Regions from separate parts of the Mustela erminea genome. Here region 1 is linked to region 2. Evidence: chromatin contacts called from public Hi-C data. All regions are on one chromosome and are shown on one strand. Each heading gives the region's core, a stretch centred on a gene start, on an enhancer-like site or on the middle of the called end of the contact. The rest is flanking DNA. Distances are from core to core; before and after follow the strand shown.

Region 1 (6,028 bases), core at 2,104-4,603, 290 kb after region 2:
TTAGTAAAGAAGCCTGCCTAGATAACTTATGTTAGTAGTTCTTAGAACCTTTGCTGGGGTTGTCGACGAACCTCTTCTAAACAGCTGCTGAAAGCTATGGGTCTTCTCCCCACAATGTACAGTTATACAGAGTTCAGACTCTTTTAAGACTATGGACACACCCATTGGCGTGTTAAGATCTAGGTTAAGAACCAGACAGATGAAGCAGAAATTTTCTCAAAGCACCTTTGACTCTCTTTCATAATTTCACCTCTGACTCATAAGAACCAACTAAATCATTCATAACTAGATAACAAAGTCTCCTGTAAAAACAGCCCTTAAAAAAAAAAAGTTTGATAGTATTTACTTAAGCAGTATTACCTGAAAATATACTGGCGGCATTTTAAAACACAACATGAAACTAGTGATATGAATAAACATTGCAGTGTATTACAGTTTATAGAATGATTTCACATTATTATAACAATTAATACTTTTATTTCCCTTTTACAGCTAACAAAATGGAAGTTCAGAAAATAACTTGCCCTGGTCATACAGCCAACAAATGGAGACTTGGGATTCTAATTGAGTTGTCTAGTTCCAGAACTGAGATTACTTAGTACATTACTATATCCTGATGTTTCCACAAAAAACCCTCAAGAGAGAGAAAACAGATTAAAAAGAAAGAAAGAAAGAAAGCCAGCCAGCCTAACGGGTCACATTCTAGTGTAGATATATCTTGGCATCAATAAAGAAAAATTAGTGTATTTAAAATGTTTGATTTCCTTTCGCTTCATTGGTGAATATAAAACATGGTTTTCAGAAAAATAAATGGTCAAGCTAATGAGTTTTAGGACTGAAAAATAGGACATTTTGTTATTTTAGGAGGCATTCCTTCTTATTCGTCTCAATTCTTAATATACAAAATAAATAACTCCTGAAAATGTAAAAATAAGAAACTTAAAGTTTAAACATCCAGTGGCGCCTGGGGGGCTCAGTGGGTTGAGCCGCTGCCTTCAGCTCAGGTCATGATCTCAGTGTCCTGGGATCGAGTCCCGCATCGGCTCTCTGCTCAGCCGGGAGCCTGCTTCCCTCTCTCTCTCTCTGCCTGCCTCTCCCACTACTTGTGATTTCTCTCTGTCAAATAAATAAATAAAAACTTAAAAAAAAAAAGTTTAAACATCCATTTTTTAAGAAACAAAAACTACTAGAAATTAATTTTTAGGATGTTCAAAATATTTCTTGTAAGACTTTTTTAAATAACAATACTCATTTCCATTCTCTACAACTCCTAAAATTTCTTGATTTTTAAAAAAAACTGTCATTTGTCTAAATGCATAGGATATACAGTACCCTACTGTAAACTATAAACTTTAGGTGATAATGATCTGTCAATGTAGACTCATTGATTTTAACAAATGTGCCCTTTTTTTGTGGGCATTTTGATGGTGGGGGAGGCTGTGCCTATGTGGAGACAGGCAGGGGTCATATGGAGGCAGAGCCTATACAGTAAATCTGTACCTTCCACTCAATTTTGCTGTGAACCTAAAACTGCCCTAAATATAAACTCTATTTTGCAAAAGGGCTGGGGCGGATGTGTCAAAATTCACCTCATTTTCTTAACAAATGAGGAAATAATTGTTTTCTAAAAATTACCCTGTGAATTAAGTTTCCTGCCAGAATACAGAACGTGCAATTATTACAGCATATATAATCATTTAAAAACCATTAACAGTAATCTTATCAAATGCTAAAAGAATTAGTTTTAAACGTTAATATGAAACTAAGTGCACATGTGAGTATAGTTATCTTAAGACTCCTTTTTGTATTTATGTTCATGTTATTTGATATTTTAAAAGGCAATGGCAATATAGCAAGGGACTAAAAGTCTAAGCGGGTCATGGGTTGACTGACAAACTAAAGGGAGTGCCTGTAGGAAGGAGGAGGAAAAGCAGGAGCCAATGAAAAAAGTCACCGCCAAGCAGTGACTGTTCCCCCAAGTCGACCTTCTGCCGGGGTCAGGATTCGAGGGAGATGTAGAAAGGGTATCCTCATAGAGTGAGCATGAAGAACAGCAAGAATGAAACAATTATCGACTTGTAAGAAAGAAAAACAATGCAAATAGAAACGAAAAAGTGCAACTAGTAGATAGCATACTTGTGTCAACCCAGGTTTTTCAAGAAGCTTTCCCCAAAGTGTCTTCTAAACGTGGTAACCACCCACAGTGGCAACATTAGCATAAAGGGCCAAAAATAGTTATGCTATTACAGCAGATTAAAAGGAATACTGAGAATGGTTCAATTTCATCAAAGTCATCTGATTCAACCCTGCCCAGCGGGAGTATACATTACGTTTTACAACGCTTTTTATACCCAGGTGTGCAGACGCTACGATGGTGCAAATCCAGTAAAGGACAAGCCCGGGGCTAGAAAACTGCCAAGTCTGTAGACTAACAGCCCTGCCTGAAAAAACCAGCAAATTAACTCAGCCCATAACTGAGTGGAAGGAAGAAGAAACAGCGGGCTCTGGGGCAGTAGAACAAACTCCGTGGAGCGGCTGCGCCTTCGGAAAGGGGCTGCAGTTGCAGGTGTCACACCAGGAGGCACTCTAGGACCAGGTCTCCACCACCGCGGAAGGGGCACCTGGCGCGGGCAGCAAACCCCCGACAGCAGCAATTCCGACCAGCAGCGAGCCCCACGGCGAGGCAAGTCCCCGACAGGCGGCGAGCCCCTCCGGCCGGCCAGTCCCGGACCCGCGACAAGCCCCCAGGGCAGGCCCGCCCCCGGCGGGCGGCGAGTCCCCGTGCCGCAGGGCCAGGAGACAGCCCACCTGCCGCGCGCCCACAGGCCGGCCGCCCTCCCCCGGCCCCGAAGCCGGCCGGCCGCCCCGCTCCTGCTGATTCCTTGCACCCCACCAAACACCTGCCTGTCCTTCTCCTCTTCGAAGGACCGAGAGCAGAGAGCCAAGGGGGCCACCGACGCGGCTGACAGAGCCAGAGGCGGGGGATTTCCTCCGGGAAATGCGACCCCGTCCCCCTCCCCACCCCTCGCCAAGCGGAGCGACGGAAAACGTGCAGCGGTTTAATGGGCCCCAAACCCTCTCAGCTGTGGAGTTGTAGTTACTGCTTGTAGGGCTGGAGTTTCCGCGAGCCGGAGGCGCAAGCCCGGGCGGCGTTAGGGTTTCGGGCTGGGGTAAGGGAGGGCTCGGCGTGAACGGACAGCATCGCACAAAGGGAAGCGAGGAGCGACGGGGAATGAGCGCAGTTACCTCGGTCCCCGGCTCGTCCCTCCGCTCGGTTTCTGCCGGCCTCGCCAAGGCTGCGGCTGCCCTGCCAGGCTCCCGCAGCCCAGCGCCTTCCCGCAGCACCCAGCGGCGCCGCACTAAGCCCCGCGCGAGCACCAGACGGACGCGCGCTCTGCTGCGCGGCCCCGTAGAGCCCTGGCCGGCGCCCGGCGTCCTCACGGCTCAGCCTCGAGAGCCGCAGCCTCTGGGGCTGCGAGCGGAGCGCGCGCCGGAGCCTGCGCACTGCACTCTGGGAGGTGTGGTTTCTGGTTACCTCCTCCGGGGGCCCGCCCCCACGTCCTCGCCGCCCCCGTTCGCTCGTGGGCGTCGCGAGTGCTCGGGCGACTCGCGGTGCGGTGCTGCAGGGGGGAAGGTAGACCAGGGCCTGGGGGACGTCTTCAAAAACAGTTCTGGGTGGGACACCGCATCAGTATCTCTGAAGTTCTCCGTTTCTGCACTTCCGTGGCCATACAGAATTTAGTTTCATTTTATATCCATCAACTCCCCCTCCCGCGCGCTGACTGTTCCTTGGGATTATATCTTTTTTAAAATGGGGGGGAGGGGGAAGACTTCCGTTTCTATTCCTGTCACTTTGCCCTCTGCTCTGCAGAGGATATACACAGCAGCTCGTGTTTATAAAGACAGGCGCAAAGTTGACAAACCTAAGGAAGCAGTTAATTGACCTAAGCTGACACTGCCAAAAACCATTGCTAATAAAAATGTTGAAATAAAACAATTTTTCAATAAAGTCAGTGGAATGTGGAGGTAGGAGATTAAGAGAGCGCAAAGAAAAAAATTTTTAAATGTTCTCCTAATGTGTCTTTTGTTAGAACAATCTCAAGCATTTACAACCCCAGCAATCTCCTTCAGAATACATCCAACCCTAGGTACATTTATGAATGTTAAACATAGGTTTGTATTGATTTTACTAGAAAAAGTCGTCTTTAAAAAATGGTAGCATCTGGGGCGCCTGGGTGGCTCCGTGGGTTAAGCCTCTGCCTTCCTCTCAGGTCATGATCTCAGGGTTGCAATGGGCTCTCTGCTCAGCGGGGAGCCTGCTTCCCTCTCTCTCTGCCTGCCTCTCTGCCTACTTGTGATCTCTGTCAAATAAATGAAATCTTTAAAAAAATAAAAATAAAAATGGTAGCATCTTCGAATGCCTGGGTGACTCAGTGTTAAGCCTCTGCCTTCAGTTCAGGTCATGATCCCAGGCCTTGGGATCCAGTCCCTCCTCCTGCTCCTTGCTCAGCAGGGAGCCTGCTTTTCCCCTCTGTCTGCCACTCTCCTTTCTTATGCTTTAACATGCTCTCTCTCTGACAAGTAAATAAGATCTTTTAAAAATAATAAAATAAAAATAATAACATCTTATGTAAAACCCCCAAAATGACTACTTAATTAGAAATTTCATTTCTTAAAAAAAATCAACTTTTTTACATAACAAATTGAAATAATCCTTAATATTTGGAAATACTTCTCTTCAGAGCATTGTATTTTGCAAATTTAATGTCAATGCCCTTAGAAAAATAGAGCAAGACCGGTTTTAAAGTACACACACACACACACACACACTCATAAAATTTGTCTGGAAGCATGACGCAATACAATATATATTTAATAAAACAATGTTCTAATAGAATTTTTTATTAACATATAATGTATTATTAGCCACAGGGGTACAGGTCTGTGAATCACGAGGTTTACACACTTCACTGCACTCACCATAACACATACCCTCCCCAATGCCCATAACCCCACCACCCTCTCCCTACCCCCTCCCCCACAGCTCTCAGTTTGTTTTGTGAGATTGAGAGTCTCTTATGGTTTGTCTCCCTCCCAATCCCATCTTGTTTCATTTATTCTTTTCCTACCCCCAAACCCCCCATGTTGCATCTCCCCTTCCTCATATCTGGGAGATCATATGACAGTTGTCTCTCTCCAATTGACTTATTTCGCTAAGCATAGTTCCATCTACATCGTCACAAACAGCAAGATTTCATCTAATAGAATTTCTTATATAATATGAACTTTTCTTTTTAATCAGGTGTACTGTGTCTCCTAAAAAATGCTGTGTAGGGGTGCCTGGGTGGCTCAGTTGGTAGAGCATGTGAGTCTTGATCCCAGGGTCATGAGAGCAAGCGGCATGTTGGGCCTAGAGTTTACTTTAAAAAAATTAAAATGAAATAAAAAATGCTTATAGGGCAGAGTGGCTTTTTATCTTATTACTGACATATACAAAGCAATTGGTTACTTGTAATTACCAACTACATCAAAGAAATATAAACAAAATTTCAATACTCTTACCATTTATTTATTCAAGAGTATTTACTGAACATTGAACTATGAGCTAGACATTGCGAAATGGGAAATAACACAGTGAACAAAACTAACAGTCCCAGCACTCTAGTGAGGGGGCAGAAAACTAACAATATGCACTATATGCATAAAAAAGGTATGCATATAGTGATAAGGGAAGTGGGGAGCATACAAGGTACACCAATCTAGAACTTTTTGTTGGGAAAGAAGAATCACACCAAAAAAATTAAATAAATAAATAAATAAATAAATAAATCTGAAAATTAAATGAAATTTTCAGAACAAATGTCAATAAACTTGGGGTAAGGGAAAAGAGTCCTTCTCCAGAAAGTAATATATCCCCCAAAATGCTCTCAATTATTTAAAAAAAAATGTATCTCACAAAACAAGATATGCCTTTTATGGAGTTCAGGACATGCTACCCCCATATATACCATGTTGGCGTATTGAATAA
Region 2 (6,305 bases), core at 1,638-4,137:
CTCAGGATCCCAAAATCAAGAGTCACATGCTCTTCTCACTGAGTCAGCCAGGTGCCTCAGAAAGACAACTTTTCGAAAGAAAGAAAGAAAAAAAAACCTCACTAGAATAACTATCCTGCTTTTTATTTATTATGAAAAAATTTAGGGGTACCTAAGTGGTTCAGTCAGTTGGGCATCTGCCTTTGGCTCAGGTCATGATCTCCAGAGTCCTGAGATTGAGCCCCAAAACAATGAGCTCCCTGCTCAGTGGGGAACCTGATTCTCCCTCTCCTGCTCTACCTGCTTGTGCTCTCTCAGTCAAATAAATAAATAAAATCTTTAAAAAAATTAATTTTGGGGATGCCTGGGTAACTTAGTCTGTTAAGCCTCTGCCTTCAGGACCTGGGATTGAGTTCTGGATCAAGCTCCCCGCTCAGCAGGGGTCCTGCTTTTCCCTCTGCCTGCTGCTCCTCCTGCTTGTGCTCTCTCTCTGTCAAATGAATAAATAAAATCTTAAAAAAATTAATTTTGGGTGCCTACATGTCTCGGTTGGTTAGGCCACTGCCTTTGGCTCAGGTTGTGATCCCGGACTACTGGGATCAAGTCCCGAATTTGGCTCCCAGCTCTGCAGGGATTCTGTTTCTCCCTCGGACCTTCTCCCCTCTCATCTCTCAGTCTCTCCGTGTCTTTCAAATAAATAAATAAAATTAAAAAAAATTAATTTTGACTTTAGTGTTTTTAAATATTAAAATATATATGTATATATATATTTAACAGACAGAGATCACAAGTAGGCAGAGAGAAACAGGCAGAGAGAGAGAGAGAGGAGGAAGCAGGCTCCCTGCTGAACAGAGAGCAGGATGCAGGGCTGGATGCAGGGCTGGACTCTGGGATCATGACCGGAGCTGAAGGCAGAGGCTTTAACCCACTGGGCCACCCAGGCGCTCCTGACTTTAGTGTTTTTAAATAACCTACCATCTTTCCAGAAATTAATCAATAGAACTATGTGTTGGAATTATTTATTTATTTGTTTCTGCTAGGCACTGGAAACTTTGTCATAGATATGGCCTATCACTAGCACACAGCCTTAAGAATATTCATATAAATGGAATGGACTACTCTCTGAAGCAAAACTACATCATCTTCTACAAAAAGTTGTTGCAAAATTACATCCTTCGGCTTTAAAAGCAGGAAAATAAAAGTATCAAACTCTCAACATTATTTACTAAGCTGACCACAGTTTGAAGGTATTAGGAGGTAGAATAGGATGATTAAAGGAACATGACAAAGGAAAAAGTTTTAGAAAGGAATAGTAAAGACTTTTAGATTATAAAATATTATGCACATATATATTACAATGAAATGTATTAGTTCCATAACAAAAAGGTTAAAATGTTTTTTCTGATTAGAATAGATACCAATCTCTATTGGAAACTTTTTATTTTTTTAAAAGATTATTTATTTATTTATTTGAGAGAGAGAGAGAGCATGAGAGGGGAGAAGGTCAGAGGGAGAAGCAGACTCCTCATGGAGCTGAGAGCCCGATGTGGGACTCGATCCCAGGACTCCGGGATCATGACCCGAGCCGAAGGCAGTCGCCCAACCAACTGAGCCACCCAGGCGTCCCTCTATTGGAAACTTTTAAGAACAATACAAACACCTGTCAGAGGTGACTCCTGCTCATAGATGACCTCTAACGCTTTTGTCCGGAGACACACCAAGACACTTTCATTATTTAAGCAGTTAAGGTAAGCCAAATCAATATCATCATGGGAGCATAGGGAGGAGGAAGAAGAGTTATATTTTGGAACACAGCCCATGGGAAATTAAGCCAGGTAACCAAAGGTTTAATTTGGAAATGCAAATATCTATTGATTAGGTTTTCAATCCACACCGTTCATGTACATGAGGAAGGAGTAATGAGGGACAAAGCAATAGCAACAAGGAGGAGGAGGAGGAGGAGGAGGAAAAAGGAGAAGAGAAGGGTGAGAAGAAATACAAAGGGCACCGAGGGGGTTATTTTCATTCATTACATTAATATACATTTACATCACATTACTGTTGAGAAAGGTAATCTTCTTCATCCAAGTAATTTCACCCACTTTAAACCATTATGATACTGTAAAAACCCATCTAAGCCGTTCATTGTAATCTTTCTGCATCTCTTTCGGTGAGGGAGGAGAGATGGCGCAAAGACCAAACTCGATGCTTTCCTTATATTCATAGAAGGAATCGCTAGCATCTCAACTAGACATTAGCTTTCCCTTCTTCCTTTGGTTCTGTTTGCCAAAACCCCTACCCCTACGAGGATTTTCTGGGTTTGGGCAGTGAAATGCAAGAACCCAGAGGTTGGTTTCAGGAGATCTGTTTCCCGTGCCACTTTGTAGCTTGCGGACCTTGGGCACAACACTTAATTTTCAGCTCTTCGGCTTCATTATTTGGCTAATGGCAATAATGATGTATCTATTTTATAAGGTTGTTGTGAAGATGAGTTGGGCCTGTGAGTGTGAAAAGCCCTCTATAAACTGGAAAACACTCTCCAGATGTGAGTTATTATCTCCTTTAAAGGGCACAGAATCTGTTTCAATTGTATAGGAAATTGCAGGAAGTCTCCTTGACACTTTTAGTCAAAACTTGACATTGAGCTGAATCCCTCTGAGGAACAGAAATGGTTCTTGCGCCCCACGTCAGCCCGGGGCAGGGTCACCCACGCTGCCGGTGCGGTCACTGCAGTATTCCATCCTCCGCTGCCGCTCCCCCTGGATCCTCCCACCGGTTTCCCGAGGAGAGTGGCGACGTTCCTAGCCATTTGGGTGGCGCCAGCTAGAGGGCGTGGGCCAGGCTGATCTGCCTAGCGCCCGGCTGCAGGGTGGGGGCGGGCCAGGCCGGGGGCGGGGCCACCCGAGGAGGGCGTGGCCTTGCCTCCGGGGCGTTCAGGCTCTGCGGGCGCGCGGAGCTCGTGGGCCAGCAAGCGGACTAGCGCGCGGCCCCTGCGCACTCGGCTGCCGCCTGCGCGCGTCGCGGGCGCAGCTGCATTTTCGCTTCCGCGGCTCGCGAGCCGAGACTGGTGCGAGCCGCCTCTGACTTGCGGGAGGACGCTTTCCTCTTCGCTTTCCGCACCCGCGCCCTTTCCCCACCGCAACAGGTCAGGGGAGAGCGGAGGTGGCGAGGGCGCACGACTTGAGACTGGAGGAGCAAAGGTCAGGAAGGTAAGCGGAGCCCCTGTACGCCCCCGGGCTGGGGGTCAGCCTCGTCGGGAACGCCGCAGCCGCTGACTTCTGGGAAGCCCAGGCTCTCCCCGCCTCGCTGCCTGCTTCCCAGCACGCTGACTCAAGTAGCTGGCGTTTCCACTTTTCCGGTGGGAACGGGCGAAGGAGACGCGGTGCTCGCATCACCCTTGCAAGTCTGGGGCAGGTAGCGTCTGGAAGAACTGGGGGTGGAGCGGTGGGAAACACAGGAAGAGACCCATTTTCCTTCCCCACTCTCCCAAATCCGACGTCTCCCGGTGCGCCCCGCGTCTTGCGGAAGGATGTTCTGTTTTGGAACCTAGTCTCTGGGTTGCGTAATAGAAGTGTCCCAGAAGTTTCTCGGGGAGTAAAAGCGGGGCTTTTCTCTCGTCCATTCCGAGTTCCCCATCCCCCCCGTCATTGTCAGCCTTCTCTTTGCGTGTGGTTGGGAGAATTACTGGATCCCGTCCGATCTAATTGTGATTGAGAGGAAGGCGCGTGTTCGGTGGTCCGCAGCTTCGAGAGAGCGAAGGGGGAAAGTTGAAGGCACCTTCTGCGATTTGCCCCTGGGGCGCAGGGGGACGGCATCTGCAGAACGTGGAACTGGTTAATTTCTCTTGATAATTTTTCACGCCGGTGTCTGATCCTCCTGTGACTGCTGCATTCGAGCCCCCCGACGTTGCAAACACCAGGGTCGTCGAATTAAAAAGGGAGAGGAATTGGAGAGTTGTGTAAATCGTACCCATCTTAACGTAATGGTAGTTACATTAATGAATTTGCAAGGGACCTTTGAAGGTCTCGATACTTTCTTAGTAGGTTGGACTTCCAGGAGTTTCTGCACTCACTTACACCCCAATATTGTTATGCAGATTGTGCCAGGAAGACCTTTGGCTTTGGAGGTGGAGATGTGTCCGTTTCATCCGGGAGCCAGCCTCTCTTGCGGGGAGGGGAGGTACGAGGGAGAGGGGGCGCTTGCAGACCATGTTTTGCTGTTTTTTTAAAGTGTGGGATCGGGCTTTTTTAACCCTGTCGGTGCACGTTGAGGGCTGGGGGCCGGGAATGACATATCATCGAGGAACCAGACAGATTTAAAACTTTAAAGGCGAAACCGTAATTAAGGCGAAGACCCAGTTCCCTGGGACAGTTGCAAAGTGAAAACTCAGAAATTGAGACCCAGAAACATCAGACAAGGGAGCGCCCTGAAAAGTGTGGGAATTTTGTTTGTGCAAGATTATTTCAGAGCAAGTCTGGCACATTTCGTAGGAGGTAGGCAGAGGTGGGATACCTCTCCCGGAGCTCTGTGCGTCAGTCAGGCTCCGGGTGGAGATAGAAGGCCCGTAAAAGAAAAAGACCTTTGGACTATGAATCTAGTTCTCTTCAGAGACTTGAGCATACCTAGGCATGGCCCTGTTTCAGTGTTTACTTCCTCTGTCTAATGTATTTCCTTAGCTTGCCTTTCATCTTTAGTGGAAAGGATTCCTTGAGTGGATATTCTGGAAATAAATTCATAGGAGAGTTGAAAATTCTGGATGGTTCTCCTGCTTTAATTTAAAGGTGTTGCCCCTTGCCAGTGTTAGAAAATACTGTATTTGAAGATAAAGATGCAGAAAAGGCATGGAGAGTACTAAAGGGTAATGACCCAAGAGAATTAAGGGAAACTAGGAGAGAAAGGAAAAGAGTAACTTGTAGTACTTATTGTGTAAAACTAGAAGGATTAATTTGAATTTAGCTGATTTAGGAGAGAGGGAACCCCCAAAAGGACTTGGGATGTTTAAGACATTGAAGACTAGGACACAAGGCTTTGAAAAAAATGAGCTTAGGGGCACCTGGGTGGCTCAGTGTGTTAAAGCCTCTGCCTTCAGCTCAGGTCATGATCCCAGCATTCTGGGATCAGCCCGGGATCTGACTGGGCTCTTTGCCCAGCAGGGAGCCTGCTTCCCTTCCTTCTCTCTCTGCCTGCTTCTCTGCCTACTTGTGATCTCTGTCTGTCAAATAAATAAATTAATTAAAAAGAAAGAAAGAAAGAAAGGAGTTTAGGTGCGCCTAGTAGCTCAGTGAAGGAGTCCAACTTTTGATCTCAGCTCAGGCCTTGATCTCAGTGTCATGAGATCAAGCCCCTCATTGGGCTCCACGCTGGTTATGGAACCTTCTTAAATAATAATAAAAAATGAGTGTAGATACTGGGAATCTCCCCCTTTCTTTTCATTTTCTAGATAAAACTTACAGGAGTAATGAGACTAGAGGTGTGGAATTTGCAGGCTTTCCACCTGCAGAAAGAAAATGAACTGTTACTTACCAGAGTTAACATGTCTTATACATTCTCTGTAGCAATCAGATTTCTGTAGTGGCTTTGGCATTTGTGATTTGCTTAACTCTTCAACTCTGTAAAAAACACAATCTTGAAGAATCACAGTGTGTCAAATTAGAATACAAAGGTCATGCAGGGACTGAGAATTTAAGGTCAGAAAAGCCCAGTAATTTTAAACATTGCTTTCTCTGGCAAAATGCGGAGTATGGGGGCGCCTGGGTGGCTCAGCGGGTTAAGCCGCTGCCTTCGGCTCAGGTCATGAACTCGGAGTCCTGGGATCGAGTCCTGCATCGGGCTCTCTGCTCAGCAGGGAGCCTGCTTCCTCCTCTCTCTCTGCCTGCCTCTCTGCCTGCTTGTGATCTCTCTCAATAAATCTCTCTCAAATAAATAAATAAAATCTTTAAAAAAAAATGCGGAGTATGCCTGCATTTTTTTGCCACCAGAAGACATTGTTTTTGTGGGGTGTTAAGACTTACTACTTTGACGTAGTAGTTAGACTACATCAAAGCTGGCTGCTTCTTCTGTTTCCTATCTGGCTTGACTGAATTTGGAAGGGGTGGGTTGAGCTAAAAGTTACTGTTTTATTAACTAAGGTTCTTAATTGGATTTTGGATTAAATTTGGAAGAGTACTGTCTTATTACAATACATATGAGTTGCATGTCTGAAAACGTCCACAAGTCACTGTAGCCATGTGATTGTTCCGTTGAAGTAATATCGCCTTGAGTTGAAAAGATGGGTTAAAAAAAAATTAAGTTTAGAAAGGGCAAACTTTTTTTTTTGTTTTTTAAAA

What was found. A called contact is a pair of places that touch in the nucleus more often than the background predicts.
Region 1: a Hi-C map of spleen shows a contact between it and region 2, with 4 times the contacts expected there. The contact joins the promoter of KLHL8 here to the promoter of AFF1 in region 2. A contact is called at or near these places in 2 of 3 Hi-C or Micro-C datasets (fibroblasts and spleen).

What each region holds. Positions count from the first base shown.
Region 1 is chr2:46,482,087-46,488,114 of mMusErm1.Pri, forward strand. It overlaps KLHL8 (kelch-like protein 8), which reads right to left and starts at 3,354. Exons shown (of 11, transcript XM_032332825.1): 1 at 3,247-3,354.
Region 2 is chr2:46,192,683-46,198,987 of mMusErm1.Pri, forward strand. AFF1 (AF4/FMR2 family member 1) reads left to right here and starts at 2,888. Exons shown (of 20, transcript XM_032332812.1): 1 at 2,888-3,188.